Linked DNA regions of Mus musculus: regions 1, 2, 4, 5, 6 and 7 are each linked to region 3. Evidence: chromatin contacts called from public HiChIP or PLAC-seq and promoter capture Hi-C data. All regions are on one chromosome and are shown on one strand. Each heading gives the region's core, a stretch centred on a gene start, on an enhancer-like site or on the middle of the called end of the contact. The rest is flanking DNA. Distances are from core to core; before and after follow the strand shown.

Region 1 (3,677 bases), core at 981-3,480, 310 kb before region 3:
GCTGGGAGCAATGTGAATTTTACAAGCTGGCTTCGTTCACTTATTGGTTTGCTTTGTGACACCTCCCTATGCAGCCCAGTCTGGCCTCAAACTCCTGATCCACCTGTCTCAGTCTCCTCAGAGTCTGGTATTACAGGCTCGGGAGATGGGAGATGATTGACTGAGAGGGGTGGGAATATGTGTGACTGAATAATAATAATAATAATAATAATAATAATAATAATAATAATAAATGGTCAAGCTTTGTTTCCCATTTAGACACTCTGTATACACGTATATCAGAATTCCTCTTTGACAGCTCTGTTAGTTAATAGGCAAGGAGGATTTTCTCAGGCAAGACTTACCCTACTGCTGTGGAAGAGAAAGCCAAACCATTCCTATTTTTGGCTTTGTGCTTAGAAAAAGGAACAAGTTGCTTGTTTCAAGAAACTAACAGAAATATTAAACATTTTCCCTCTCTATGTCTCTGTCTGTTTCTCTGTAACTCTGTCTCTATGTTTGTGTCTGTCTGTCTGTCTGTCTCTGCCTGCCTGTCTCTATGTCTCTGTCTCTCTCTCTTTTTCTGTTTCTGTCTCAGAAAGGAACTCATTTAACAGAGAAATAGCCCAGGGTGTCCCTTGGTTCACTACATTTAGGCTAACACCATCTCCAGTCACTCTTCACTCTGTACCACGTCTTTCCTTCCCACCCCGGATCTATAAGAAGAAGCAGGCAGCAACAGGAAGCCACTGCATCTAGCCATTCACTTTTCTGCTCTTGTCTGGAGCCCACGTCACTACTGTGGCTGAGGATCCCCACCACAGAGCACCAGATGAGGTGTGGGTCCCTGTGTGGGTCAGTGTGGGGTGCTGGCTGGTCTGAACTGGTCTATTCACTGAGGAGGCACATGATGGCAGGATGTGATTTTTGGATCCTCTTCCCAGTCAGGCACAGCCGCACCTCTTCCTCACACCCTTTTGCTGTTGGTTTTAAGTGCTGGGGGCGGAATCCAGAGCTTTGCACAGCCCCAGGCAAGTCCTCTTCCACTCCAGGGTCTGTCAGAAAGGAAGCATCCATCCCTTCTGAGATCTACCTCGTACAGCCGTCCCTTGGCATCAGTATTCAGATTTTCCATATCACATACTGAGTGCCGTTCTTGCCTCTAATTTTTCCTCTCAGTCTCTTGAGGAACATTTCTGAATCATCTCTCATGTATCTGTCTTCATTTCTCTTCTGCAGTTGTGAAAAGCCCCCCTGCAAACGCTCCTCATGCCGAGGCACCATGTTAGGGCTTGGAGCCTTGCCCTAGGAGGGAAGTGGTGGTTGATTTTAGTCAAAGCAAACAAACTCTTTCCACTAGAAGGAAACAAAGAACAGTAATAAGTAGCCACACATACATCATAAAGAATTGACTCCACCTATGTGTTTTTTTATGTCAAACAGCATCCCAAAGCTTGGGCCAAGCACTGAGATTGGACATGAAAGCATTCCTGTTTTGAATGGTCACATATAAGAAAAAGTATTATTTTGTGTCTATCTCTTAAAAAGCATTTATTTTGTGTCTACCTTGTTTCAGGTGCTAAGAAGAAAACGAAGATGTGCTCTATGGGTGCAGGTGATGCTGGGAAGCAAGGGGGCACCTGTTGTACAGGTTCTGCTCTCAGAACAAAGGTCAGGGCTGGAAAGGAGCAACCTGGAATGCAGGAGAATGAAGTGGAAGTGTGGACTGGGGAAGGAAGAGGGGCAGGTGACAATCTAAGATAGGCAGGAAAAGCAGAACCAAGGAGACTGAGAAATAACAGACCATGGCAGAGAAAGAGAAACAAAATAGAGGTGGGCAAGACCCAGGGCAGGGCAGAGACGTTTATGTGCACAGGGAGAGAGGAGTCAGGCCACTTTGAGGTTATGGCTGTTATTATGGTTGCGTTTCTGTGATTGCTCTAGTGCAAGGCCAAATAATGTGTCCAATGTCACAAGGAGCAAGCATCTTCTCTGGTGGGAAGACAACTGTCTTTGTTACTTTTCTGTTAGTGTGATAAAAGATCATGACCAAAAACTACTCAAGGAAGAGTTTCTTTTGGCCTATGGCTCCATGGTCCAGAGAGTTTGAGTACTCCATGGCAGACAAAGCATGGTGTGGCGGCAGGAGCAAGAAGTGGGATGATCCCGTTTTCATCATCACACACAGGATGCAGGAAGCAGAGAGCAGAACAGGAAGTAGGGCAAGGCTACAAACCCTCACAGCTCACCCCAAGTGATGGACTTCCTCTAGCAAGGTCCTCAAGCTTCCTCAAACAGCAGCACCTACTGGGGACCGAGTGTTCAAATACATGAGCGTCTGGGGAGGCTTTCATGTTTAAATCACCACAATAAATAAGTGGATGCTGACAATGGTGCCAGAGGGCAGCTCGGCCTGCTGTTGACAGGCGAGATATAAGAATATAAACAACTAAATGCCATCTGATAACCACTGGTGTGTGTATTGTTGAGAGCTCCAGCTGACATGTGGAGCTCTGGAGGCAAGCTCTCTGTCTATGAACGCTGACTCTGCCACTTGCTCTGTGTGGTGTTGGACATGTAAGTTTACCTTGAGTATCTTAATCTTCATAAAGTGGAGACACTACAAGCATCTTTTTTACCCAGGAATCACAAAGACTAAGACAAAACTGCACATGTATAGTACTGTACGTTCAGCGTGCACTAAGCTGTGTCACTGTTTCCCAGTGCTATGGAAGCACAGAACAAGACTCCATCTATTCCATGTAGTGAGCAGGGCTTAGCACATTGTACAGGAATCATGTAACCAGATCAAAACAGGCAGAGGAAAAAAAGGAAAGAAAATCTTGTTGAAAAGTGAGCACAAATCATAACAAGGGAAGTAAATGTGAATGAAATTGAAGAACGAGTTTGGTCTACAGCTGCCGGACACTTGAAAAGCCCTGGCACAAAGACACAGACTTCTGAGGTGCAAGTCTGCCTTTCATTACTTTTACTTCTTGAAAAATATTGTGATCTAGGTCATGACTACAGACAAAAGTCAGTTATTAACTTCAGTGGGAGGAGACGCTATGATGGATTTATGATGTGTTTTTGGCTTAGCTTCCTATTCCCTGAGCAATTTGCTGGGCTTTGCTAATACCTTCATTCTTCCGTATGGCCCTTGTATATCTGGCATGTCATCGCAGCCTCCTGGACAATTGCTTTAACTGCATTGTGACTTAACTAAATTGGGCCATTTGCCCGTGTCAGCGAATCAGTAAGAAGCAGCCCAGTGTAATTCGTCATCCATTTACTGTAAGGACACTGTTGGAAATGGCCTTCATTATGTGGCAGTGTGTTCTTTTTATGAAGATCCTTATGAGGCTGTCTTCATAGTCTTAATTTATACGAAGAATATTGCACTTCACCTGGCAAATGGCTCTATTTTATAATGTAGGCACTGCATTCTTGCTGGGCCCTTGAAGTGATTGCTGGGAAGCTTAGAATAGATTCAGAGCTCAGTCTAAGCAGGCACAGTGCATTTCAGGTAGTAGGGTAATTCCAGGCCCTACTTAAACTCCCATCCCCCGTTACTTTCCTTATGCATCTGTTACTCATAGTCTTTCCAAGCCACACTCAATTTTTTTTAAATGTGAATGTGTATGTGCATGTGTGTGTGTGTATATGTGCATTATGTGTGTGCATGCGTGTGTATGTGT
Region 2 (3,768 bases), core at 948-3,447, 370 kb before region 3:
CCTAACCAAAACACCAGAATTCCAAAAGGAGATTTAAAGGGGCCGTAAACATGGGTCCACGCCCAACCTGCATTAACCGTGCGTGCCCAGTTGCAATAATTAGGAAGTTGCTAATAGTAAGGTAAATAACAAAAAGAACTTTACAAAACCAAACATAACTAAATTAGAGACTTATGGCAATGGAAAACTGTAACTTTGCTTTCTGAAATAAAACGGGGGGGGGGGGGTGCATTGTTGTCTGCTGTTTTAACAGTTGACATTCCTAACAGCTAAAGATGTCAGTAAAATGAACCCCAGTAGACCCAGCAGTAAAGTAATAGATTTCTCAACTCTTTAAAACGTTCCAGATAAACACAATCATCTTCATATTGCTTCACCTTTCTCCAGCTCTGCTTGGGAGGAAAACTATAAATAAAAGATACTGAGCCATTTTAAACAACTCTGTTAATTTAAGAGTGCAAAAACCACGCTGGCTTTCTGTCACTTACATTATGCTGAAAGGGACACCTGGGCATCCACTGAAAACAAAAGCAGAGCAGCAGGCTCAAGCTCTCTCTCTGAAGCTGGCTGACTGCAGTAGGTAAGGTCATGGTCAAAATTCACAAGCTCATTGAAACTTTCAAGGCTCAGCCAACAGCGCCTATCACGTTTCCTGAGCCCATCTAAGAAGATTAAAGCTGCAGGAGTTTTCTCGCTGTCAGATCAGCAGGACGCTGTTTCAGCCCCCCACACCGCAGTCCGCAGAGTCTGCAGCCGCGCACCTCCTTACATCCCTAGCTGTGCGCTAGACTAACCCTCCCCAACGCGCACCCCGACAGTCTTTTAAACAACCTCCAAAATGGATGTAATTAACTCTAGACCACCTCGAACTCGCGACCGCCGGGACCCCCTCCGACTATCACCACCAAGGCCATCCTTCTGCAGAAGTCTGTGACTTCTGCCTGGCTCCCCAAGGAGGGGAGGAAGCAAGGGGGAGGGAGGAAGACTCCCCGCCAGGAGGTCTGGAAAGGGCACAGCAGCTGGGCGATGCGGGAAGGGATGAAGAGAAGACGCTCAGCACCAGGGCCATATTTACGTTGCTTTTTTTTTTCCTTTGCCCGTCTTCCCCACCCCCACCCCCCACCCCCCCAAAAAAATTCTCCTAGAGTCTGACAATACTGCCTTTAAAGGAAAAAAGAAAGCTAAGCTCTCAAGCTGCCGCCCAAAATCTTCTGATTCACTCCAGTCCTATCTCCGAGAAGCTCCGGACTCTTCCTGACAGGGACAGGTTCACCTGCCCACCCGCTCAGGGCAGGAGGGCCCATCGGTCCCAGACAAGTGGAGCGATCGCTCGGACTGGGCCCTGAGCGGTTCCCCGCCAGGACTGATAGCTGAGACAGAGTCGGTCCCCGCACAAACTTCCCACTTCGCGGACAGCGAGCACCGACCGGCGGGAGGACGAATGCGGGACAGGACAGCCGCGGAGAGGCTCAGAAGCACAGAACAGAGAATGCTTCTCATCCTGCACCCTCCCTGGGTTCCAAAGGGAGCGCAAGCGCCGCCGGAGAAACCCAGGAGATGGACGCTTGTCGTGGGGTTAGGGGTACCCCAAGAGGCGAGTGGCCAGAGGGCCCGGGACCGACCGAGCTAGCCGGCTAGAGGTCCCCGCCCTGCCACCGCTGCAGCAGGAGGAGCAGAGCCGGGAGGCTGAGCCCGAGGAGCAAGAGGAGCGCGCCGCAGAGGAGCCTTACCGAATGGTTGACCCCCCACATGAGCACGCTGAGCAGCGGGTCGCTGGCCCGGAACAGCTTCACTTTCTGAGCCACGAAGTGCTTCTTCTTCGTCTTGGTCTTGCTCGCCAGGACGGAGGACCCCAGGTTGCCAGGGGTCGCCATGGTCGCAGTCTCGGTCCCCTCCACCGCCGCGCCGCCGAGGCCGGGGACCCGCCCTCCCTACACGCCAGCCCGGGGAGGCAGCTGCATCCCCCGGGGCGGCCGCCGCTGCGCGCCTGCTCCAGCCCCGCTCCGCCCGCGCTCAGTCCTGGGCGCTCGCTCCGCCCGCTCCGCGCGCTCGGCCGCTTAGGCTGCAGCTGCGCTCGCCTCGCGCCCCCGCCGGCTCCCGCCCGTCGCGGCTCGGCGCACAGCCCTCGGCTGGTCCAGGCGGCGGGCGGCTTCCGCGTTGGGCGCTAGCGTCATGACGCAGAGGCGGGCGGGGCAGCGGCGCCGACGGGCGGGGCGGGTGCGGATGCGGATGCCGGACCGTTAAGCTGTTCTGTGCGCTCCGCCACCGGTGCTAAGACGAGCACTCTCCTGGCGGCCGCGATCCGTCTGGGGAGGCTGCTGCGGAGTGTGGAGACTCGCGTGAGCATGCCTTTCTCGCTCCTGGGGAGGAGCAAGGAAAGGATACGGAGCCAAGGGAGCTCCGAGGAGGGAGCCCCCAGATGCATGGGGCAGCCAGGAATGTCCGGGAACCTCCGCTTCCCGTGCCAAGGGCTGGCGAGTTCGTGGGACCCAGAGCGCTTCTTCGGGGCCCCGGGCTTCCCCAGCATCTAGGGAAAGGACCTTGGCTCCTCTTTGTCAACTGTCTGCCAGGGAGTCCCCGCCTTGAACTTCCTAACCTTTTGTATCCTGGTTGGGCCTTCCCATGCTATCGGATACTAGAATGTCATTCCCAACCTACTCTGGGATTCTTCACTGAAACCCCTGCTTTAGTCAAGACAGCCATGCCCCAGTCTGGACCGTTTGCTTGGAACCCATCATTTTGCAGGCCACCCCTTCCTTCTCTTATTCTGGACATGCACCTTCTGATTTGAAAATGTTTAGCCTTTCACCACTACCACCCCACACTGAAATTAGTCGTCCTTACGCTGGCATTTGTTGTTGCAAGTCTACAGTCCTTAGATCTTTCAAGAAGACAAAGAGTAACGCCTGGAACAAAAAGGGAGCAGATCCTGTGCGGACCTTCCTTTTCTTCATTTGACCTTTCAGCACGGTTGCCCCCAAAATCCCCTTGGTCATTCTAACTTGTTAATACTATCCCCCCCCCCCCCCGCCCCGCCGCCGCAATGATTCCTTGCTTCTTCTGGTACCAAGCATCACCATTGTTAATGGCTAAAGGGGGTGAAGATAATAACAAAACCAGCCTAAATTAATGCTGAGAAGTCATAAACTTGACCCACAGTTCCACTAGTTGACCAAATCATTTAACCAGAGACTGATGTTATTTGTGTGACTAGGTATAGCCTGACACAAAGGTCACTTTAGGGACTATGCTATAGATTGTTTGTTACACTCAAAACCAGCAGTAGATAAAAGTACACAATGTTGCAGACCTGTAATCCTGGCCCTCAGGAGGCAAGGCTAGAGGATCAGAAATTCAATATAATCCTCAGGTAGGTAGGTATGTTCAAGCCAAGCCAGGTATCCATGAAACCCTGTCTGGGGGCGGTGGAGGGGCTGTGGGGCTGTACAGTCTTTATCTTACTGATAACTCATAAACTGTCGCCTGACCTCAGAAAAGAGTCTATCTAAACCAATTTTCATAGCTTGCCCACAGGCATCCTTTCACAAGAATCTACAACCAAATTCAGCACCCTACACAGCCTACAAGTTGTTTCATTTCTCTTCCTGTGTTGGAAATAAGCATTCATATTGTTGTTAACCAGTTGGGAGTTCATTTATTTAATAAATTCTCATTGACCCAGACTCAAGAGCTTCACATCATCATTGATTATTGCTCTTCATCACCCCTCCACAGAAACCTGTACCAGCCCTTGTCCTTGAAAACAAT
Region 3 (4,040 bases), core at 947-3,446:
TTTTCCAGAGAGACGTCATGTGATCACCAAGAGCAAGAGAGTGAGCACACTGTGACTCTCCAAAAAACTGAGAGATCTCTATAAGTAAACCAGGAACTGAAAGACCTCTTTTAAATAGACCAGGAAGAGTGTGGTTGGTCGGGCATTTCAGAGACTAAACCATGGAGTATATAAAATCAAGAGTAAACTGTTAAGTGGGTTTTATCAGGTTAAAGCCTTATGGCCAGGAATTCGAAGATTGGCCCATGATATCTCTCTCTCTCTCTCTCTCTCTCTATTTATTATTATATGTAAGTACACCACCCGGCTCAAGAATATTTCTTTGCGTTTTTGTGTTCTTTTAAAAAACCTATTTATATTATGTATATGAGAACATTGTAGCTGTCTTCAGACACACCACAAGAGGGTGTCAGATCTCATTACAGATGGTCGTGAAGCACCATGTGGTTGCTGGGATTTGAACTCAGGACCTTTGGAAGAGCATTCAGTACTCTTGACTGATGAGCCATCTCTCCATCCCATCCCATGATCTTTCTTGATAGGTGGGCATGGGAGTGGGGGCAGAAAGCCCTGTGCCAGGATGAGATGAAAGTTCTCAAAGCAGTGGATAGAGGAAACAGGGAGAGGGAAGGATCCAGGAAGGCTTCCCTCTGTTTTCTGGGAGTGTGAAGATCTGCAGAGATCTGCAAATACTAGCTGACTCCACCTCCAGGGATGCAGATGTTACAGTACTCTGTATACTCACTGACATGTTGATTAATCGGAAAGAACAGAAAGTCCAGAAACAGATCCCTGTATTGATAAAAACAAACAAACGAACCAACCAACCAACCAACCAACCTGGGGTTTCTCCCCAGTGGGTGTGTGCGACCCTGAGGCCGTGAATGCTAGCCATTGCTCTACTACAGAGCTGCATTCTCAGCCATACACTGATTTTGACAAGAACTCAAATGCAGGCAGTAGAGAACAAAAAAAAAAAAATTACCTTATTTTAAAAAATGAATAAATAAATAAAAATTAACTCAGATAGATAATAGACCTAAATGTAAAACTTAAAACTATAAAATTAGCAGAAGAAAACACATAAAATATTTTGTAATATTGGACTAGCTCCATTTGTTAAATATGTTACCCCTAAGCCGCCACAAACTATAAAAAACAAAAACAAACCATCAAACCGATAAAATGAAGTTTAACAAAATGTAAAACTTCCCATCCCAAGACACAATTAGGAAACAGAAAAACACAGCCCACAGTCTCGGGAAGGGAAATTTGTGAGGAAACGATTTGATAATGGCTTTGTGCCCAGAGAATATATGGAAGAACCTTGAAAAAAATCCACAACAAGTAAATCTAATAATAAATGGGCAAAACCATGTATGATTTAGCAATGGCTAATTGTCAGTTACTGAAAGATAACACAAGAGAAGCCTATTACTGTAAGAAGTTTAAGTCTAACTTTGTAGTGATGCATGTCTATAAACTCAGTCCCGAGGCAGGAAGATTCCAAGTTTGAGGACGCTTGGACAACATAGAGAGATTAGATCTCAAAAACCGAAGCAAAACAAACGAACGAACAAAAAACCCAACCAACCAACCAACAACAAAAAAACAGGCCTGAGTAATCAAGTGTAGGAAGGGGATGATGACAGGAGCTTTCATACATTGCTAGTGAAGCAGCCGTTGCCCTTGAGACCTGGCTATTCCTCTTCCAGGTATCCAAAAAAAAGGCATGTACAGGAACGCTCCTGGCAGCTTTGTTTTTGATGTGCAAAAATTAGAACAGCCTAAACTAATGAGTAACAGTTTAGTATAATGGAATATTATTCAGAACAACAACAACAACAAAAAAAAGATTTGTGCATAATGTAACGCAAAAAACCAAGCAGCAATGTCCAGATAATTATGTTGAGTAAGGGAAGCCAGAAATAACCAACTGCAATTAGTATGACTTCTGGAAAACCTAAACAAACTGAAACACAGCAAGTTTTAGACTAGTCATGATTCCAATCGGAGTAAGGTACTGCGGGAGGAGGAGGCAGTGGAGTCCCGGGATATTCCACACACTCCGCGAAGATCAAGGTCAAGAGGAGCAAGAGGATAAGTTAAGTGGTGGGGGTAGGGTGGAGCACCAGAAGAAAAGGAGAGCCTGGAGGAGGGGAAGAGACCTGGGCAGAGGGGAGGGATCCGGCGGAGGGTGGGGGTTGGGTAGGCTTGGGAGGAAACCCGTTGGTGGCAGCGTCATGGCGCGACTGCTGCGAGCGCTGCGGGGTCTGCCTTTGCTGCAGGCGCCTGGACGGCTGGCTCGGGGTTGCGCGGGATCGGGAAGCAAGGACACAGGTAGGTCCTCAATCGCTGCCGTCTCTCGTGGCTTTCGGTTTCACAGTCCTGGCTGACCCTGGGCGGCCTCCTGTGAGGTCCTGAGAGACTGGTCCCAGCGGCCCGCTGCCTGAGTTGCGGAGCAGAGCAACGCGTTTGGTAAACTTGGTGTGCTGGGGGAGCACTGATGCCGGAGAGGATCGAATCTTCTCCTATGCTTGCATACAGTTCGTTTATATGTTACATTTTGGTGTACAAAGTCGTGTTAGGAGCCATGGTGTTGTCAGGGACCCAGTGGCGGTCAACAGCCGTACCTTGTGCGCCCTCTCCTGGGCGGGAGTTAATCCTTGCCCTCCCCCCCCCCCCCCCCACTTCCTTCGGGAGGACTGCTAGTTGCCTCCTGTCCTGTGAGACTGGCCCACTGCACCATCACGGGTGCTGCTGCAACACTATCTTGGTTTTGTGTGACTCTAGGTTTTGAGATGTGTGGGTGAATTATTCTCGTGTTCCAACAGGTTGTTAGTGGCTAAGAGACAGGATGGGGTGGAATGGTAAGTGCTTTTTGCCCTCATTTGTGAATCCGGACACTTTTGCATCTTCCCTGGGAGGAGTAGGAGTCTTTGAGGAGTCCCAGGTGTAATTCTCTGTAATTTCGTGGCCCTGTGGTTTAGCACTGGGCAGCTGCTCTCCTGACCTCCTTTCCAACCCAGTTTTATATCTTATGCTGCTTAGGAAAAGTCTTGGAAAGATCAGGAATTCAAGGCCCATACCTAAACATGATAAAAGCAATCTACAGCAAACCAGTAGTCAACATCAAAGTAAATGGTGAGAAACTGGAAGCATTCCCACTAAAATCAGGGACTAGACAAGGCTGCCCACTTTCTCCCTACCTATTCAACATTGTACTTGAAGTCCTAGCCACAGCAATTAGACAACAAAAGGAGATAAGGGGGATACAAATTGGAAAGGAAGAAGTCAAAATATCACTTTTTTGCAGATGATATGATAGTATATATAAGTGACCCTAAAAATTCCACCAGAGAACTCCTAAACCTGATAAACAGCTTCAATGAAGTAGCTGGATATAAAATTAACTCAAACAAGTCAATGGCCTTTCTCTACACAAAGGATAAACAGGCTGAGAAAGAAATTAGGGAAACAACACCCTTCACAATAGTCACAAATCATATAAAATACCTTGGCGTGACTCTAACTAAGGAAGTGAAAGATCTGTATAAAAAGAACTTCAAGTCTCTGAAGAAAGAAATTAAAGAAGATCTCAGAAGATGGAAAGATCTCCCATGCTCATGGATCGGCAGGGTCAATATAGTAAAAATGGCTATCTTGCCAAAAGCAATCTACAGATTCAATGCAATCCCCATCAAAATTCCAACTCAATTCTTCAACGAATTAGAAAGGGCAATCTGCAAATTCATCTGGAATAACAAAAAACCTATGGTAGCAAAAACTCTTCACATGGCAGCTTATAACTCACTCTAGTTCCAGGGGATCCATGGCACCAGGCATGCACATGGTGCACAGGTATATACGTGATGCAGGTAAAATACCCATACAAGTAAAGTAAGTCTTACAAGGAGAATAAGAACAGAAGCAGGGGATGGTTCTGTGGTTAAGATCTCGATTGTCAGTGGGCATGAGTTCGGATCCTAGCTCCCCCACAGAACTTTACTGGCATGTGTGAGCATGAGCATCCATAACAA
Region 4 (3,656 bases), core at 905-3,404, 470 kb before region 3:
AGTGACAGGTGATCATCTTCTATATTCCCTTCCTACAAGACGTTCTTATCAAAGCAGTCAAACCACTTAAAGGAGCAGCTTCAAGTTGAGAACCCCCAGCTGTGGGGAGATGTTTCGGGGCACAGTATGACCTTTACCATCTAAATCGGAGCAGCTGGGACTTCCCAATAAGACTTTGACAAGAAGGGCTTGTTGATGCTCCTGCGAGGGAAGGGGATGGGAGAGTCATTAAACCGTGGTCAGAGATTCTGCCACATGTTCCCTCCCCCAGCTGTCATTAATCCTGCTCCAGCTGGACGGAGCCTTGGGAAGGCTAAGGACAAGAGGAGAAAGAAGGGACTCCACCCATGCAGCTTTGGGCAGCTGTCACCCACGGGATGGGACTTTCAGTGAAGCAGCTGTCTCAGGATAATCCATGCTCCTGAGGTAGCTCTAATAAACACAGTGTTTTACTGGGCTAGACTTGGGTCAGACTGGTTCTTCAGTTTGTTGTTGGAAAAAGAAAATATTCCCACCTCTCCCAGGAAAGCTGACACAGCAGGGCCACCCAAGGTCCTTCTGTGCTTACAGCACAGCATCTTCTCAAACTAAAGGCTACAGATGGGAGTCAGGGCAACACGGGGCAGGACAAAAGGGTCTGCAATAAAAACAACTCAGTACAAATCACAGCCCAACAGCAATGCCCCTACTCCCACCAGACCCATTTATTTGCAGAGAAACACAGCTGGACTGACCGGTCTCCGGCTTCCTTTTATAATTATTAATCAGGATAAATTGGTGTTGTTAATTCCCAGAGATTTGGGAAATGGCCAACGATTTCCTCTTAGTTTATGAAACAGAAAAACTAATGATAAATGTACACAAACTACAAAATATGCTATATTCATTGGCTATAGCTTTCCTTCTTTACATTTGGTAATTTCATATCATAAACTATCAGTCTTTAAAAGTTGTCCTAAGTAGATATAATGTTCTAACTTGTTCCAAGAAAAAAGCAGACAAAATCAATATTGATAAAAAGTCTCACATTAAGTATAAACTAATTTTAAACTCTGAATTTCTTTTCTAAAAATAAATGAATTTTATCTGTGTGTAATGTATATGCATGGATACATGTGAATGTGTGTGTGTACATGTATGTAAGACGGAAGTTGATGCCAGGTGTCTTGGTCTTTCACTGAACCTGAGGCTCACCAGTTTGGCTAGGCTGGCTGGCTAGCTATCCAAGCCCCCAGCACCCTCCTGCCTCTTCCTCTCCAGCATCTGGATTACTGAAGTATGTTGTTTTATGTGGCTGCCTGAAATCAAAACTCAGGTCTTCGTTCTTTCACGGTAAACACTACACCTACTGAGGCACATCTCCTGTGCCCCTAGACATTCTCTTACTTTTTAAGTAAACATACACTCACTTGTGCGCATATGTGTATGGCCCTGTGTGGTAACTGTTCTTGTCTATCATGTGGGTTTTGGAAATTAAACTTAGATCATCAGGATTGGCACCACGTGCCCTTATCCACAGAGCTGCCCTGCCAATTTCTAAACATTCCTTTTCGGTGGCTTTACTTAGAAACCACTCACAGACCATACCACTCACCTAAAGCGTCCAACTCAGAAGGTTTCGTGAGTTTGCAAAGCCGTGCAGCTACTGTCCTGTCCTTTTTACAGCATTTTTAGCAACCTGTCTACATTTCTGTTCCGATTCCCTTTCTCTGTCCCCTTCTGAGGGTTTCTTGTTGTGGTACATTTGCCTGATCTGGACATTTCACAGTTAAAAGGTGCTGCAGTTGGCCCACACATTTTTATCCAATGGCCCAGAAACACAGGTATCACTGCACGAGGCCATGGGCGGCACAGCTGTGAAAGCTACAGACCCCAGGCTGACCCAGGCTGAGGACGGAGACACAAGTGACCTCTGCTCATTCCAGTGCTGAGCTGTAACTGTGGGGGACAAGTCACAGGCAGCAGATGTTGCTTCTAAGGCTGACTCTGGCTTTCTGGGTAGCTGAGGGTAAAATGTCTATCTGGATGAAAGCTGCGGTTCTAAGACAAAGCTATGGTGATGGGCAGATAAAACGACGTCCCTTTTAAACCCAATCATACAAGTTGGTACTTAAGTTCCCTTTTCCATAGATATGTCTTGTGACATCTGATATCCTGTCTCAAGCCTCAGCAGCTGTGTTTGAGGCTCTGGTGTTCTGGCAGCCCTCGACAGGAAATAAAGCAAGCTAATGAGGGAAGTTCCCCTGCGATGGTCTTCCCGTATTTATAATTGGAAATTTACTGTCCTTCCGCTTTCAGAAAAGGATTAACAGTGCCCTCCTTCCCACCCTCCTCCTCTAATGGTGGGCACCGAGGGTGTTTACTTCCACAGTGGGAGGTCCAGGCTTAGTGGAGCCTCCAAAAGGGGAGAAATCATAAAGGTCAATTTAATTAGCTCATTCCAATCACCAGTCCTTTATAGTTCTCATAAAACATCCTGCTTTAGTAACTGTCACTTCCCCCAGCACCTTCGTTGAAAATACCAAGCATTTTTTCACACTTAACTCTCTTGACCTAATCTCCTATCTCCATATAGTTTTGCTATTTTGCTACTTGTAGCTTGCACATTCTGGCAAAAGTCACTTGTGAAGGGCCAGCGGGATGTCTCAGGGTGGAAAGGTGCTTGCAGCCAAGCCTGATGACCGAGTTGGATTCCTGAGAACCACATGATGGAAGAAAGAACTGAGGTTGTCTTCTGACACTTACACACTTATTGACACTGACATCTCACATTTGCACACTTGCCATTTGTGTACTGTGGCACCTCAGCCCACTCCTTATCATAATTCACACACACTATAAATAAATAAATAAATAAATAAATAAATGTAGGTTTTATTTTAAAAAAATCATATGCGGAACCTTTAAAAAACGTTAGTCAAAAGGAAGACTACTTGAAAAACAATCCGTTCTACCAAGCTCCAATGTGGGAAAGCACTTAGCTTCCTAGGAGGAGCTGTCAATATTATGCACAAGAAGCTGTATTTGTAACTCTTTAAGTCACTGTGACCAAAACAACTTAAGTAGGAAGGTGTTATTTGGGTTAGAGGTTTGGGAGTGCTTAGTACAGCTTGGACCCAGGGCTTGAGCAGGACATCATGGCAACAGAGAGTGGTGGAGGATATGACAGGCGGGAAACACAGAGTGAAGATGGAGCTTAGCTGAGAGACCTGGGAAAGTTTGTTGCCCCACCCCTATCCCATATCACAGATGAAACTGAGACCCACCACGGTGGGTGAACATGGGCATAGTGGCTGAAGACCCAGGGTTCATCTAGACTCTCATGAAGCGTTCTTTTCCCAGTGTGGGCACCTGTTTTACGAACCAGAAGCCTAGACACCTGTTGACAACTCAGGATTATGACTCCATGCCTCAGATCACAGAGTCAGAAGGAAAGAGCGATTATCCCTCAGAGAGTTGTATTCTGGGTTTCCCTTGGACATATGGGAGCAAGCACAGGTGGGCTTCTGATATCATGAGAATGTTAAAGACCAACAAGCTAACTTGACCATCACTGTGGAGTCATTAAAGGTGGACTGTGCTCAAAGCCTGGTGTTAAGTTCTTATTAAAGGAAGTGGGAGCAGTGACCCTAAACACAGAATGGCTTCCGTTTTAC
Region 5 (3,776 bases), core at 752-3,251, 410 kb before region 3:
CTTTTCAGCTTCCATCTCTTTCTTGTTGAAAGCCCATTCTTCCAGGCTTAGTGAACAGACTGTGTCACACTAGCATGAGGGTCTGAGTTTGAATCCCAGGCATCCGCACAAAAGCCGAGTATGGTCACAAGCATCTGTAACCTACCACTGGCAACGTGAAGACAGCAAGATACCAGACCTGGCTAACCAGCCAGACTTACCAATCAGTGTCAAAAAATGATACAGAGCCAGTGTGTCACACTCCCAACATTAACCTACCCTACCCTTATACCCGCTCTCTCACATACAACACCTCTTTTCTAGCTTAGCATGTACTTCTCCTCCTAAGACCCATAAACGATACAGGAAACCAAGAGAGAATATGTTTTGAGGGACCAAGAGAGAGTAGCTGTCTTCACTCCTTTCAGTCCATTACATCAGCGCACCACCTGCACACCCTACAAGTATCTACGGCACACCTACTCTACACAAGTCCCCGTGGCGGGTACGTTCCTTCTTAGCCTCAGCTGACAACATGTGGAAGTGCTTTCTAAAAATGTAATTTTATAATTATAGCATTAAAGAATGAGCTTATTTGGATTACTGACCAGGTTTTACTAAAAGAGCAAAAATAAAAAATTTCAAAATAGAAGGCAGCCCAAGTAGACCAAAAACAAAACACAAACGGGGTGGGGGGTGGGGTGGGGGGAGACTTTTTTTAACTGCCTTAAGAGAACACGACTCAGAACTGACAGCCCTGGCATGAGACACCTTCCTGATCCTGCAACTCCTGTGATCGGCACTGGTTACTCTTCACACAGTGTTGACTACTGCAACACGGAGGGCTGGAAACTTTGCAAAGCTGAGATGGCGGCAGCGAGCAACAGATGCATGCAAAGATGGGTGCCAGCACAATGGAATCAGCTCCTGCGAGCTTCCCTTGAAAGTTTTCCTGAGAACAACGCCGAGTAGAATCCAGCAAAGAACAAGTGTCTGCTGGGTGCAGCGGTGCACAAAACCCCAGCACAGGAGGAGCATGTGTTTGCCGTAACCTAAGCTACACAATGAAACCTGGCCTCTAAAACCAAGGGCTGGAAGTGCAGCTCAGTGGCACAGCACCTGCCTGGCACACACAAGGCCTTGGGTTTGGTCTCCAGCACAGAAAGGCATAAAGTAAATCGACAAGCCATCTACTGAAAATAGTCCTGTGAACAAGAAGGACTTTAGCGATCAATATGGTGTGTTTCTTAGGACCTGAGAAGTATATCACACACATGGACTGTCACGTCCTTCCACTCAGAGACCAGGAGACAGAAATAGTGATGGCAGAGCCTCAGTGGCTTTGGGTTGTCAATCCAGGACACCATTTCTTTGTTAATTTCCTAACTTGAGAAGAGCAGACTGGATTGTCTTCTGATGAGATGACACGCTGTGTGTTCTCTGTTGCTAAAATACTGTAGCACGGAGCTGCTGACTAGCATTTTCCAACCACCACTCCCAGGGAAGTGGGCAGACTGTTACCACAAAGGTGGCCTCCAGTCCATTGCTGTGTTTTTTGTAAGTGGCTCCTCTTCTTCCTCAAAGCATTTCTATACTCCTCTCTTTCTGTGTCCGGCATCTTAGAGTGAGTTGCTGCACTGCAGCCTGTGGTCCAGCCCGGCACTATGGTGGGCACCAGCAGTTCCAGCCATTCGAGAGGCTGAGGCAGGAGGATAGCATGAGCAAGCTGCCTAGGTGACTTAGGGAAACTCAAACTGAAACTATGCAGTCTCCTCAAGGATTTCTATTGCTTTTTGAGACTTTACATCAAGAAGCCATTTCAGCAGATAGGCTTATGATGGCATCAACCAAAAATGTATTTCTATCTTTAAAGAATTAGTACTGAGGAGAATTTACAGTACCAACAGATATTTCCAGATAGCCACGTGACTCGTTGCCCACAAGAACCAACCTCTCCTCCAGTCTTCATGCTGACTGCCTCTGCATGTGTCTTATGACGTAACTGAAACAGTACTGAGTGGACGTGCTGCCTAGTGAGGGGTTCTGAAGCCACAGAGCGCTTCATGCACACTACCTCACTCCACAACACAAGGAGTGAGTGAGGCTCAGAGACCCAGCAGACAGAATGTCTGGGAGACAACTGTCAGCGAGACAGCCATTCACAAACCCATGCTGCTCCAGAGTCAGAGAGCAACAGAGAGCAACAGAGAAACGGATTTATTTATCCAACAGAACCTCCCAGAGCTCTGGGCTCTGTTCTAGGTGCTGAGGTTAGAGTCAGGAACAGAAGACGGAAACGTTTTGGGGGGCTCACAAACTTAGTGGAACACACAGAAGAAGGGACACAGGGCAGGGGGCACTGGATGCTCCAGGGCAAAGACATGGTCAAGAGTGGTGGGAGGAGATGGACATTAGTGGTCTATGGGCTCGGTTAGGACGGACCTCCTCGTAACTTCTAGGATCTGTGATGTAGCCAGGGACAACACTCCTCACACTCTCACATGTGCATGCCTGCATGTGTTTAGAGCGGATTCTTTTGCATCTGCTTGCAGGATAGTCTGATAAAAATCTAACCACTAGGACTAGAAACAGAGGGGGAGGCAATATTTTATCACAAGGTATTTTCCTCCTATTTCTTTTATGTTCTCGGTAGGATGTTATATTCATTTTTAAAGAATGAGCATTACATTAAGATAGTAAATGAGGGCTGAGGTGTAACTGAAGAGTAAAGCGCTCACCTGCTATGCACAAAGTCATGGGTTCAACCCTCAACATCACAAAAAGAAAGACAGCAAATGAATTAGTATCATCGTATTAGCAAACACATATAGTATTAACTGGTGGGAATTCATCCCTGCTGGGTCCTCCTAGTGTGTGTGTGTGTGGTGGGGGGGGGGGGGTGTTCCCTACTCACAGTGGCTGCAAGGGGTCAGACTGAAACTTAAAAAAATAACAACTTACTAAAAGAAGAAACAAGCCGGGCATGGTGGCACATGCCAGCACTCAGGAGGCAGAGGCAGGTGGATTTCTGAGTTCGAGGCCAGCCTGATCTACAAAGTGAGTTCCAGGACAGCCAGGGCTATACAGAGAAACCCTGTCTTGAAAAACCAAAGAAAAGAAAAAGAAAAAGAAAAAGAAGAAGAAACAAGGGACCCCACAGATATAGCCTTGGAAAATATCTAGGTATTTAGAAGGACAGGCCAAAGAACAGTTCCCTGATAGCTCCAAGTAGGGGCAGCCTCAGGGGTGGTATTGATAGCCCATCTCAGTCCAGACCAGCTGTTATACAAGCAGCAGTGGCCACACAACAGCAAGCACCTTCCTACCATGCAGGACTCTGTAGAACAACTGGCAGAGAGGGCTCTGAGAAACTCAGTAAGGGGTTCGGGGGAGGGGAGGGAGTCCACCATTTTCTCTATTGTTGAAACGTTTTAAGAGTTTTCATTAACAAAAAGATCTTTGAAAATACCCTCAACCCCACTTCATTATCGGATTCCTGCACATTCCTTGCCTGAGTTTAGCTAACGGGAAGCAATATGAGCCTCCCAGAGCACTAGGAAATGTTCCTAAAATAACGCAAAAATATAAATCAGCGTCTCAATCCAGTGCTACAGCACTAAAGTGGTCCTCTCACTAATGTCTGAATAATGGCAGCAGTTTCCAGGTTTATTAAAAGGATGCTAAGTGAGCATAATGAAGTCAGCATGAGAGGCCACCGAGGGCTCTTAAAGGGATCTAAAAATATGAAACACTCATGGCTATTCTGCCCCGTCTAAAGGAACAGCTGACCATGGTTA
Region 6 (3,807 bases), core at 1,177-3,676, 450 kb before region 3:
TGTGGGTGGGTAGTGTGTGCACATGTGTATCTATACACTTGCACATACAGACGTCGACCTCAAGTGTCAGTCCTTAGGAGCTATCCAGTTTGTTGTTTTGAAGAGTCTCTCACTGACCTTGTCAAGTTACCTAGGTTAGCTGGGTGTAAACGCCAGGGCTCTTCCTGTGCCTGCCTCCTTTAACACAGCAATTATAAATATATACATTTTTTTAAATGTAGGTCCTGGGAATTGGAGTCAGGTCTTCCTGTCTGTGAGGCAAACACTTTTCCAACTGAGCCATCATCTCCCCAGTCCAGTACCACAGAGATTTCTGATGGACACGCCTCAGTGGCTGGCTCACTACCAACTCAAAGAATAGATTCATGTTAAAATTTACCACCCATAAAACACAGAATCCAACATTAAATTGAGAATTAAGGCCAGAAATCTGTAAGTTATTCCAGAAGCATATGGAGTTTAAAAAAAAAATCTAAGAAAGACGTTGCCAATGAAAACAAATGTTACAACGTGGTCTACTGAGAAGGACCCCAGCCTTGGAGTCTAGAGACCCATGACTGAGGCTGGTTTTACTTCTTCATTCAGGGCCCAGAGGCCCCTGATCTCACCCTTTGCCTTTAAAATGAGCTTGAGAAGAGATGTCAAATGATGTACTTTTTCAGCTGGGTAATTTAGGAAGTGCTTGAATTAATTACTTGTCTATCAGACTTCAGAAAATTTACACAAAAAGCTGGATTTCTGGCCTCTTTTAGAATAGGCAGGTTAAGCCAGGCGTGGTGGTGCACGCCTTTAATCCCAGCACTCGGGAGGCAGAGGCAGACGGATTTCTGAGTTCGAGGCCAGCCTGGTCTACAGAGTGAGTTCCAGGACAGCCAAGGCTACACAGAGAAACCCTGTCTCGAAAAACCAAAAAAAAAGAAGAAGAAGAAGAAAAAAGAAACGAATCTGGAAAGCTTCAAAGGAGCACATCTTTCTTCTCGGTCTCACTCTAATATACTCAAATAATTTACGACTTCCTGTGAATCCATCTTGTAAGGAGGATGCTCTCATTCCATGTACCCTGTGAGGTCAGGATTCTATCAGGACAATGGGGTGCTGACAGTCATTCTGGCAGGGATCCTAACTCTCACAGTCCTTTGGGAATGAGGTGCAAGTGGCCATGCAGAAGGTAAGTTGGCTCGTCACACCATGTTCCCACTGGCATCCTCCAGAGTCAAACACATATGCTTAGAAAGTAAGCAATGCAAGAGAGCCATGCATCTTAGCCTGCCAATCACACAGACGTCATTAGTAAAACCCGCAGATGAAGGGAAAGGATTCGGTTTGGAGTCTGGTTTTGTTTTATTTATTTATTTATCGCCCAGAGAGATTTTTTTAAAAAAGAGATTTCACTGCCGGCCTAGCATTAAGATTCCAGAGAGGAAAAGCTGGATTCCTGGTCTCTTAGGCTAGACTCCTGTTTTCCTTTCCAAGCACACAGCAGAAGCGCAGCCAGCTTCACTACCCAAGATCTGCCCCACAGAACAAAATGAGGAAAGCGACCACTATGCCAGGAATGGTGTTTTCCCAGACTCCTGCTTGGAGTTGATGAATTGACTACATTTTTATTTCTTTTCCCTTCCAGAAACCCTACTGGAATGACAAAAGAGGAAGTGGGGGATGAAAACCAAAACAAACCAACAGAAAACAACAACAACAACGCAAAACAAAAACAACAAAAACTCCAACCCCATGGCAAAGACAAACATACCACAGACAGAAGAGGAGAAACCACAGAGAATCTTTAACAGGCAGAAAGGAAGCAGACTGTTACTGACAGAAGAGACAAGGGCCAGGGACTTGGGCACCTGCCTTGTCTCCACGGCTGGACTTCCACATGCAGAGACAAGGGCTGATTCCTTGAGACCAGGTCCCAAGAGGCTCTGGGTTTGAGAGCAGGATACCAGCTGGGCCAAGGAGTTAACAGAACCTGTACTCCAACTCCTGGGCCTGAACCTCCACCCTCTTCCCTGCAGTCCAGGCCACTCTGTTAGGGACACCAGGACACTCCCCCACCCCTTGGGGGAAAAAGCCCTAGAGAAAAAATTCCACCATAGGCAATATTAAGAGCTACCTTGCTTGTAACCCACCCACCTACCCACCAGCCAATAGGCATTACCCTCCATGCACCCAGAACTCACCAACTGGCCACCAGAACCTCACTCAGTCTGGAATATGAACTAATATCAATAAGCTGCCAGATGGCTGGCCTTTGTTTTTCCCCATGTGTATGTGTCAAGTGTACATGCTAAGCCTTTGCCATGATCTGTACACTCATTTCATCAGATGCATCAGCGGGCTGATCCTCAGATTCACACTGTGCTTGTCTTTAGCTGAGTGAAACAAACCCCACAAAGCAAGCAGGTGCTTAAAGGGAAGTCTGCAAAGAAACCTCCGATCAAGCTACTGCTAACCCAGAGTGAGCAAGCGAGCGGGCGCGGGCGGGGGAGGGGGGGTCCGCGGAGCTGACCTTGCTCGGTTCTCTCTAGATCAGTCAATACAAATGCTTTGTGGAATAAAGAACTGTTGTTCAGAACAACAGAAATGACTAGAAAGACTTTAGGTAAAACACGGGTTGCTTTTCAACTATATTTGGTAATGACAACCCACCCCTAATCCACACTGAGGTCTTGAGGATCTGTGGAAGGAATGGCCAGTGAGGGCCTGAAGTCAGTAATGTGTCACATGTGACACTGAGCTACCAAATGACTTCACTAAACTTCATGGTTAATGTGCATATGCTTCATACAAGGTGCCATTAACAGCAAAGCCCCAACACACAAACACTACGATTCCTGTACAACACTATAGAGAAAAGCTCTGTACTCTTACCGTCGTAGAAGTGGCTAAAGATGCACAAAATCCAATGTGAGATCAAATTGGCACAAATCCCTCTGCCAGGTAGTACCTACTGTTGGCAGATGCTCTTGGGGCAGGGTTAATGTTTCAAGACTTAAAAATAGAATAAATTACACACCCTGGGGAAGCTTGCTTCCTAGTTGCACTGAAGTTGATTCTAGCAATCCCTGGCTTGGCATTGCTAAGTGACTGCTACATTGAAGAAAGGCTGTGTGTGGAAAGCCAAGCAGGATGAGTCACACATGACACTTTAGACACTGGTGAACACTGCCAGTCCCCAGAGGGGCAACTCAGCAGAATTCTACCTAGAGGCAAAACCCCCATACATAGTCCTTCCACTTCCTTTTTGGAGGGAAAGGTGAGACTCTATAGTAAGTCAGAAAGTAACACCTCCAGAGAAACTGAAGTTTTGAAACCAGAGTTGTATAAAAACCAGGTATTTGTAAGTTTCCGTGTTTGCCAGCTTGCCAAAACAACTGCACTTGGGCCAGCCATGAAAACTCTTCCATCCACAACTCCTTACAGAATGCTCTACGGAGCCCGTGAGAAGTGTGTCCCAGAGCTCTGGTCCATTTACTACCTGCTTTAGAACGTATCTGTTGGACTTCCAAAGAAGGACAAACCCCCTGGCCAATTTTGAAGTTTTCAGTAAAATATAATTTTATCATTTGAAAGTCAACAACAACAACAACAACAACAAAAGAAAGTCAACAAAATAAAAGTTCAGTACAGCTGGCAGGGGTTGATAAGAGAGGATGTGATAATTTGCCAAATACAGGCAGCGGTGATGTTCTGTCATTATCTGGATTTATGTATTTTTGTGAGGTGCAATTTTCAACAACAAAGCTATTAAAGCCAAGAAGCAAATGGCACAGAACTCAGAAGTAAGCTTCCAAAAAGTCACAATTA
Region 7 (3,878 bases), core at 890-3,389, 290 kb before region 3:
TTAGAATTTTCTGGCAGGTTTCATGTTTTTTTCCCTCATCCTACTGAATACACAAAGAGATTTGTGTCCCCTATACTCAGTGTGAGAACTGGTAAAGCACTAGGTGGTGAGACTCTTAAATACCTGTGGGTCCTCTGAGCCCGGGTTCCCCGTGGATTTGATAACTTCTTCTCTTGAAAATATAAGAAGAGAGTTATTTTTTAAAATTTACTTTTTCATTGTCAGGACAGAATGGTGACATCCAAGCTTCCGAGCGGCTAACACAGTTTGTGCTGAACTGAAAATCAGAATTTATGATGCTGATTTTGATCATTGGTCTGAAGACGCCACTGTTTGTTCTGTTTCTCCTTGTAACTGAAAAGCACACCAGGGCACACTCTTTGAGGCACAAGCAAACATCTGCTCCTCCTCTTCCTCATCTCTTTTCCTACTTATTACTTATAGATAATTCTTGCCCATTGGATCTCAGCCATGGTCAGTGACAGTTATCAGAGCCTGTGCGGCTCTCTCCTCATTTACCACTGCACACTTGGAAGTTACTTTGAAAGGAAGCCCTTTCCTTTTCCATAGTTACACATATTTATTGGTACAAACTCATGAGAAAAAAACCTGTTTTCCAAAGATTGATAATTGATAATTTACTATTATACTGAAGTATTTAAGTGCCCAAATTTAATGAAGCCCCTACTCACTGGCTTCCCTTTTCTCATGGCGGGGAGGTGAATCCCCCCACCAACAGGCAAGTGTGCATTCGTATGGAGTTTGCGCATTCTCCAAATTAGAAGTTAAAGCAATGAGGCCTCTTCCCATCCTCTTTTCTTTTTGTTCTGTCTCCTTTTAGTTTCCGCAGGGTGAGGAATGGAACCTGGGACCAGTGCAGGCAGGTAGGATTTTCTCGCACTGAGTTGTACACATGCCCCAATATTTTTCTTCTACTCACCCCACATACAGGTTTTTCCTTCTTCTTGCCTTCTCTTGCATATTCATATATGTATATATGTTTTCAGTCAGACCCCTGAACCTCCACAATAACAAGCAATTTGTTGCTCAGTTGTATAATGTATCTATAATCATTTCAGAATCACTTTTTCATTTTTTTTTAAAAATCACTACACAAAGCAAATCTTTGAAAAGAATTCAGGAACTGTTTGGAATGTTCTCGTTGTCTGGTCTCTGCCTTGGAGGGCAGTGTCAAAGACGGAGCTCCTAGGCCTCCAGGATTCACCCTTTGGCTTCTCTTCTCTGTGACAGTACATTTGGAATGTTGTTGGGATGTTTGCTTTGACAGCTCTCTAAGTAGTGTTGTGGTTTGAATGTGATGTGGCCCCTCAGAAGCTCATGTTGAAAACCGATTGCCACTGTGGGATATTGGGTGGTAGAAAGGTCCTTTAAGAGGTAGTTAGGTGGGTATTCCAGCTTATCCCATCTCTCATTGTATGGCATTCACTAGTGTGAGAACAAAGTGCTCCGGACTGAGCTGACCCTAGTGTTTTTTCTCTTGGTTCACAGCTTCTCCTTCTGTACCTCCACCAGGTTACAGCATAGGATGAAGGCTTCAGCAGGTGGTTGCCCAAGCTTGGGCTGAGTCTCGAACAACTCTAACTAACTTTACTGGTTTATAAATTACCCAATGACTGGTATTCTGATAGGGCAATGAGACAGTAAGTACTGCCGTTCCAGGTTAGGTCCTTACTACGATCCCACAGCTTCTCCCATTCACAGATGGGCTCAACTCATCTCCACTCCCAGACAGAAACTGATCAGTCTGTTTTCTTCACCCCAGATGCTTCTTATAAATGAAATGCTACATCAGGAGGTCGTACATATTCAGCACAGTGCTCTTGTGGTCCGTTCATGTCATTGGATGCATGAGAACTCCTTCATTCTATCACAGGAGAGTTTCTGGCTGTGTGGACACACACAGCCATTTGTATATCATTTAAAGGTGACAGACTTGCCACTTGTCTCTGTTTTCCTGGGCTTGCATGGGTAATTCTGCTGGGACCATCTGTAAGCGAATCCTCAGATACACATGTCTTCATTTTTTTTTTTTTTTTTTTTTTTGGAGAGATTCCAGAAGTGTCTGGGGCATGCACTCAGTGAAAATCTGCTTTTTGGGAACCACCAAACTATTTCCTGCAGTGGTCATGCCAGTCTGAGTCAATGTTGCTTTTATAAAACGCTGAACATCCTTAGGAAGCCAGATAGCTTATTTGAAATTTTCTTCATTATTTACTTAAACCGTCTTTTTCTTCATGTGAGTAATTTATGATAAAAATAAGTTCTCATTCAGAATTAACACAATGAGAAGAGAGAGCCAAATTATTTCCTCTCCTTAGTAGAAAGTGGAGAGCAATAGGTAACATGGCTAAGGAAAGCCTTGGCCTTAGCCCTACATTTCTTTTTTAATACGAGGTTTCCCTCTATTGTCCAGGCAGGTCTGGGATTTTTATGTAAGACCAGGGTGACCTCAAACTTGTGTCAGTTCTCCTGCCTCTGCCTTCCATGAACCCTCATGCCTGGCTTCAGACACCTAGACTTGCCATTTACTGTTTTCTCCAATGGAAAGGCAGGAGGTGAGAGAGTATGGAGTAAGTTCTTGGAAAAGAGCTAGGTGATAAATTGCCTAAAGCTGATGAACTAACATTTTGAGAAAGCAAAGAAGTCAATGTTTCTTTTAAAGTTTTTTAAAACAAGTTTTTCATTACAAAATTGAATTGAATTTATTTATGTACTTTGCATTTTCACACATGTGCCAGATAGTGGAAGTGTGGAGGACGACTTGCAGGAATTGATTCTCTCCTTCCATTATGTGGGTCCTGGGGATTGAACTCAGGTCATCAGACTTGGCAGCAAGCTCCTTAACCCACTAAGACACCTTACTGGCCCAAGAATATAACTTTTATTTTTTTTAAGAGAAAATGTAATATGGTTCCCAAATTGTTTTTCAATTTTTATTTTTATTTATTTGTTTATTGTGTATGGTGTGTATTGCGTGTATATGTGCATGTGGGATGTGTGTGCTCATATGCATAAGTGTGCAGGATAGAGTAGAATATTGGGTGTCTTTGTCTAGTGTACACTGCCTTATTGGATGGAGACAGTGTTTATCACTGAGCTGGAAGCTGGCTGTTTCAGCTAGCCTGGCTGGCCAGTGAGCTTCCAGGATTTGCCTGTATCTGTCCTCCAATGCTGTGGTTAAAGACACACACCTCTATGCCCAGCTTCTTATCAACATGTTAGAGATTTGAGCTCAGGGCCTCGTGCTTGCAAAGTAAGTCTTCTTACTCACCGAGTCATCTTCCCCGATCCTGTTCTTTAAATTTTGTATGGGCATCAGGACATTTTGGAGTCTGAACTACAGCTGATAGCCCAGTCTTCCTCCTGAAGAGAGATAAACACCAGCTCTCCTTGCAATGTCTTAAAACGTCATGACTGGACAAAACCATGCTTCCAAAAGCACAGTTCAACACAGCTGTCACCTCTGAGACCCCACACAAGCTGTAGGGTGGGCATCAAACCTGGGATACTCGGTGATGCTGCAGGCTTGAGGGCAGCACCACAGGAAAGCTTGTGCCACGTAGCAGACTATCTGTTAATTTGCAAATTAACTTCAGCTAAATTTTAAAATAACTAAAAGTTGACGCTAAAAAAAAAATCACCCCACATAGCTCTTTCAATCTTTTTTTCTCTTCCTTTGACATTCTTGTTTTTCCCCCTTCTGGGTACCTAGCTTACCTGTCATTAGTTGAGGTCTGAATTCAGTTAAGGCAAACGTTTATTTATTTGTTTGTTTGTTTATTTTTGGTAAAGATAAAATTGCTAAGCACCAAGAGCTGAGAAGATAGCTCATCTTGTGGAAGTATGGGGACCCGAAG

The links. Promoter capture Hi-C pulls out the DNA fragments that hold promoters and counts their contacts. HiChIP or PLAC-seq counts read pairs in DNA pulled down with a chosen protein or histone mark.
Region 1: an H3K4me3 HiChIP or PLAC-seq map of bone marrow-derived macrophages shows a contact between it and region 3, with 6 times the contacts expected there. The contact joins the enhancer-like site here to the promoter of Msrb2 in region 3. A contact is called at or near these places in 1 of 39 promoter capture datasets (pre-B cells), 3 of 115 datasets of contacts at active chromatin or transcription factors (bone marrow-derived macrophages and microglia) and 2 of 9 other capture datasets (adipose tissue and liver).
Region 2: a contact with region 3 is called in an H3K4me3 HiChIP or PLAC-seq map of bone marrow-derived macrophages, with 6 times the contacts expected there. The contact joins the promoter of 4930426L09Rik here to the promoter of Msrb2 in region 3. A contact is called at or near these places in 5 of 39 promoter capture datasets (the C10 cell line, hippocampal neurons, liver and 1 more), 9 of 484 Hi-C or Micro-C datasets (Sertoli cells, bone marrow-derived macrophages, cerebral cortex and 4 more), 9 of 115 datasets of contacts at active chromatin or transcription factors (bone marrow-derived macrophages, cardiomyocytes, craniofacial prominence and 3 more) and 2 of 9 other capture datasets (adipose tissue and liver).
Region 4: a contact with region 3 is called in an H3K4me3 HiChIP or PLAC-seq map of bone marrow-derived macrophages, with 8 times the contacts expected there. The contact joins the enhancer-like site here to the promoter of Msrb2 in region 3. A contact is called at or near these places in 9 of 39 promoter capture datasets (the C10 cell line, cranial neural crest, embryonic stem cells and 5 more), 1 of 484 Hi-C or Micro-C datasets (bone marrow-derived macrophages), 8 of 115 datasets of contacts at active chromatin or transcription factors (acute myeloid leukemia, bone marrow-derived macrophages, double positive thymocytes and 3 more) and 3 of 9 other capture datasets (adipose tissue, liver and pancreatic islet).
Region 5: an H3K4me3 HiChIP or PLAC-seq map of bone marrow-derived macrophages shows a contact between it and region 3, with 2.8 times the contacts expected there. The contact joins the enhancer-like site here to the promoter of Msrb2 in region 3. A contact is called at or near these places in 7 of 39 promoter capture datasets (the C10 cell line, embryonic stem cells, hippocampal neurons and 3 more) and 4 of 115 datasets of contacts at active chromatin or transcription factors (bone marrow-derived macrophages, effector CD8 T cells and embryonic stem cells).
Region 6: a promoter capture Hi-C map of pre-B cells shows a contact between it and region 3, with 2.5 times the contacts expected there. The contact joins the enhancer-like site here to the promoter of Msrb2 in region 3. A contact is called at or near these places in 7 of 39 promoter capture datasets (the C10 cell line, cranial neural crest, hippocampal neurons and 3 more), 5 of 115 datasets of contacts at active chromatin or transcription factors (acute myeloid leukemia, bone marrow-derived macrophages, double positive thymocytes and 2 more) and 2 of 9 other capture datasets (adipose tissue and liver).
Region 7: an H3K4me3 HiChIP or PLAC-seq map of bone marrow-derived macrophages shows a contact between it and region 3, with 5 times the contacts expected there. The contact joins the enhancer-like site here to the promoter of Msrb2 in region 3. A contact is called at or near these places in 3 of 39 promoter capture datasets (the C10 cell line, pre-B cells and stem cell-derived epiblast-like cells), 1 of 115 datasets of contacts at active chromatin or transcription factors (bone marrow-derived macrophages) and 1 of 9 other capture datasets (liver).

What each region holds. Positions count from the first base shown.
Region 1 is chr2:19,057,246-19,060,922 of GRCm38.p6, forward strand. No RefSeq gene overlaps it. Among named protein-coding and RNA genes, the nearest start is that of Gm33592, 52 kb to the left of the region's middle. Within about 2 kb of position 2,231, at least 58 of the 459 cell types and tissues checked have an H3K27ac peak or open chromatin away from gene starts, as enhancers often do. A contact at or near this core is called in adipose tissue, bone marrow-derived macrophages and microglia, where this site is marked.
Region 2 is chr2:18,996,122-18,999,889 of GRCm38.p6, forward strand. 4930426L09Rik (RIKEN cDNA 4930426L09 gene) reads left to right here and starts at 2,198. Exons shown (of 1, transcript NR_024323.1): 1 at 2,198-3,683. Pip4k2a (phosphatidylinositol-5-phosphate 4-kinase, type II, alpha) reads right to left here and starts at 2,000. Exons shown (of 10, transcript NM_008845.4): 1 at 1,731-2,000. The coding sequence starts at 1,874.
Region 3 is chr2:19,369,440-19,373,479 of GRCm38.p6, forward strand. It overlaps Msrb2 (methionine sulfoxide reductase B2), which reads left to right and starts at 2,197. Exons shown (of 5, transcript NM_029619.2): 1 at 2,197-2,340. The coding sequence starts at 2,244.
Region 4 is chr2:18,895,912-18,899,567 of GRCm38.p6, forward strand. All of the region lies in intron 3 of Pip4k2a (phosphatidylinositol-5-phosphate 4-kinase, type II, alpha), which reads right to left. Among named protein-coding and RNA genes, the nearest start is that of Gm33534, 19 kb to the left of the region's middle. Within about 2 kb of position 2,155, at least 116 of the 459 cell types and tissues checked have an H3K27ac peak or open chromatin away from gene starts, as enhancers often do. A contact at or near this core is called in acute myeloid leukemia, adipose tissue, bone marrow-derived macrophages and 2 more, where this site is marked.
Region 5 is chr2:18,957,255-18,961,030 of GRCm38.p6, forward strand. The region is part of intron 1 of Pip4k2a (phosphatidylinositol-5-phosphate 4-kinase, type II, alpha); the gene reads right to left. Among named protein-coding and RNA genes, the nearest start is that of Pip4k2a, 39 kb to the right of the region's middle. Within about 2 kb of position 2,002, at least 72 of the 459 cell types and tissues checked have an H3K27ac peak or open chromatin away from gene starts, as enhancers often do. A contact at or near this core is called in bone marrow-derived macrophages, effector CD8 T cells and pre-B cells, where this site is marked.
Region 6 is chr2:18,914,390-18,918,196 of GRCm38.p6, forward strand. The region is part of intron 1 of Pip4k2a (phosphatidylinositol-5-phosphate 4-kinase, type II, alpha); the gene reads right to left. Among named protein-coding and RNA genes, the nearest start is that of Gm33534, 37 kb to the left of the region's middle. Within about 2 kb of position 2,427, at least 102 of the 459 cell types and tissues checked have an H3K27ac peak or open chromatin away from gene starts, as enhancers often do. A contact at or near this core is called in bone marrow-derived macrophages, double positive thymocytes, microglia and 1 more, where this site is marked.
Region 7 is chr2:19,082,117-19,085,994 of GRCm38.p6, forward strand. No RefSeq gene overlaps it. Among named protein-coding and RNA genes, the nearest start is that of Gm33592, 77 kb to the left of the region's middle. Within about 2 kb of position 2,140, at least 6 of the 459 cell types and tissues checked have an H3K27ac peak or open chromatin away from gene starts, as enhancers often do. A contact at or near this core is called in bone marrow-derived macrophages, where this site is marked.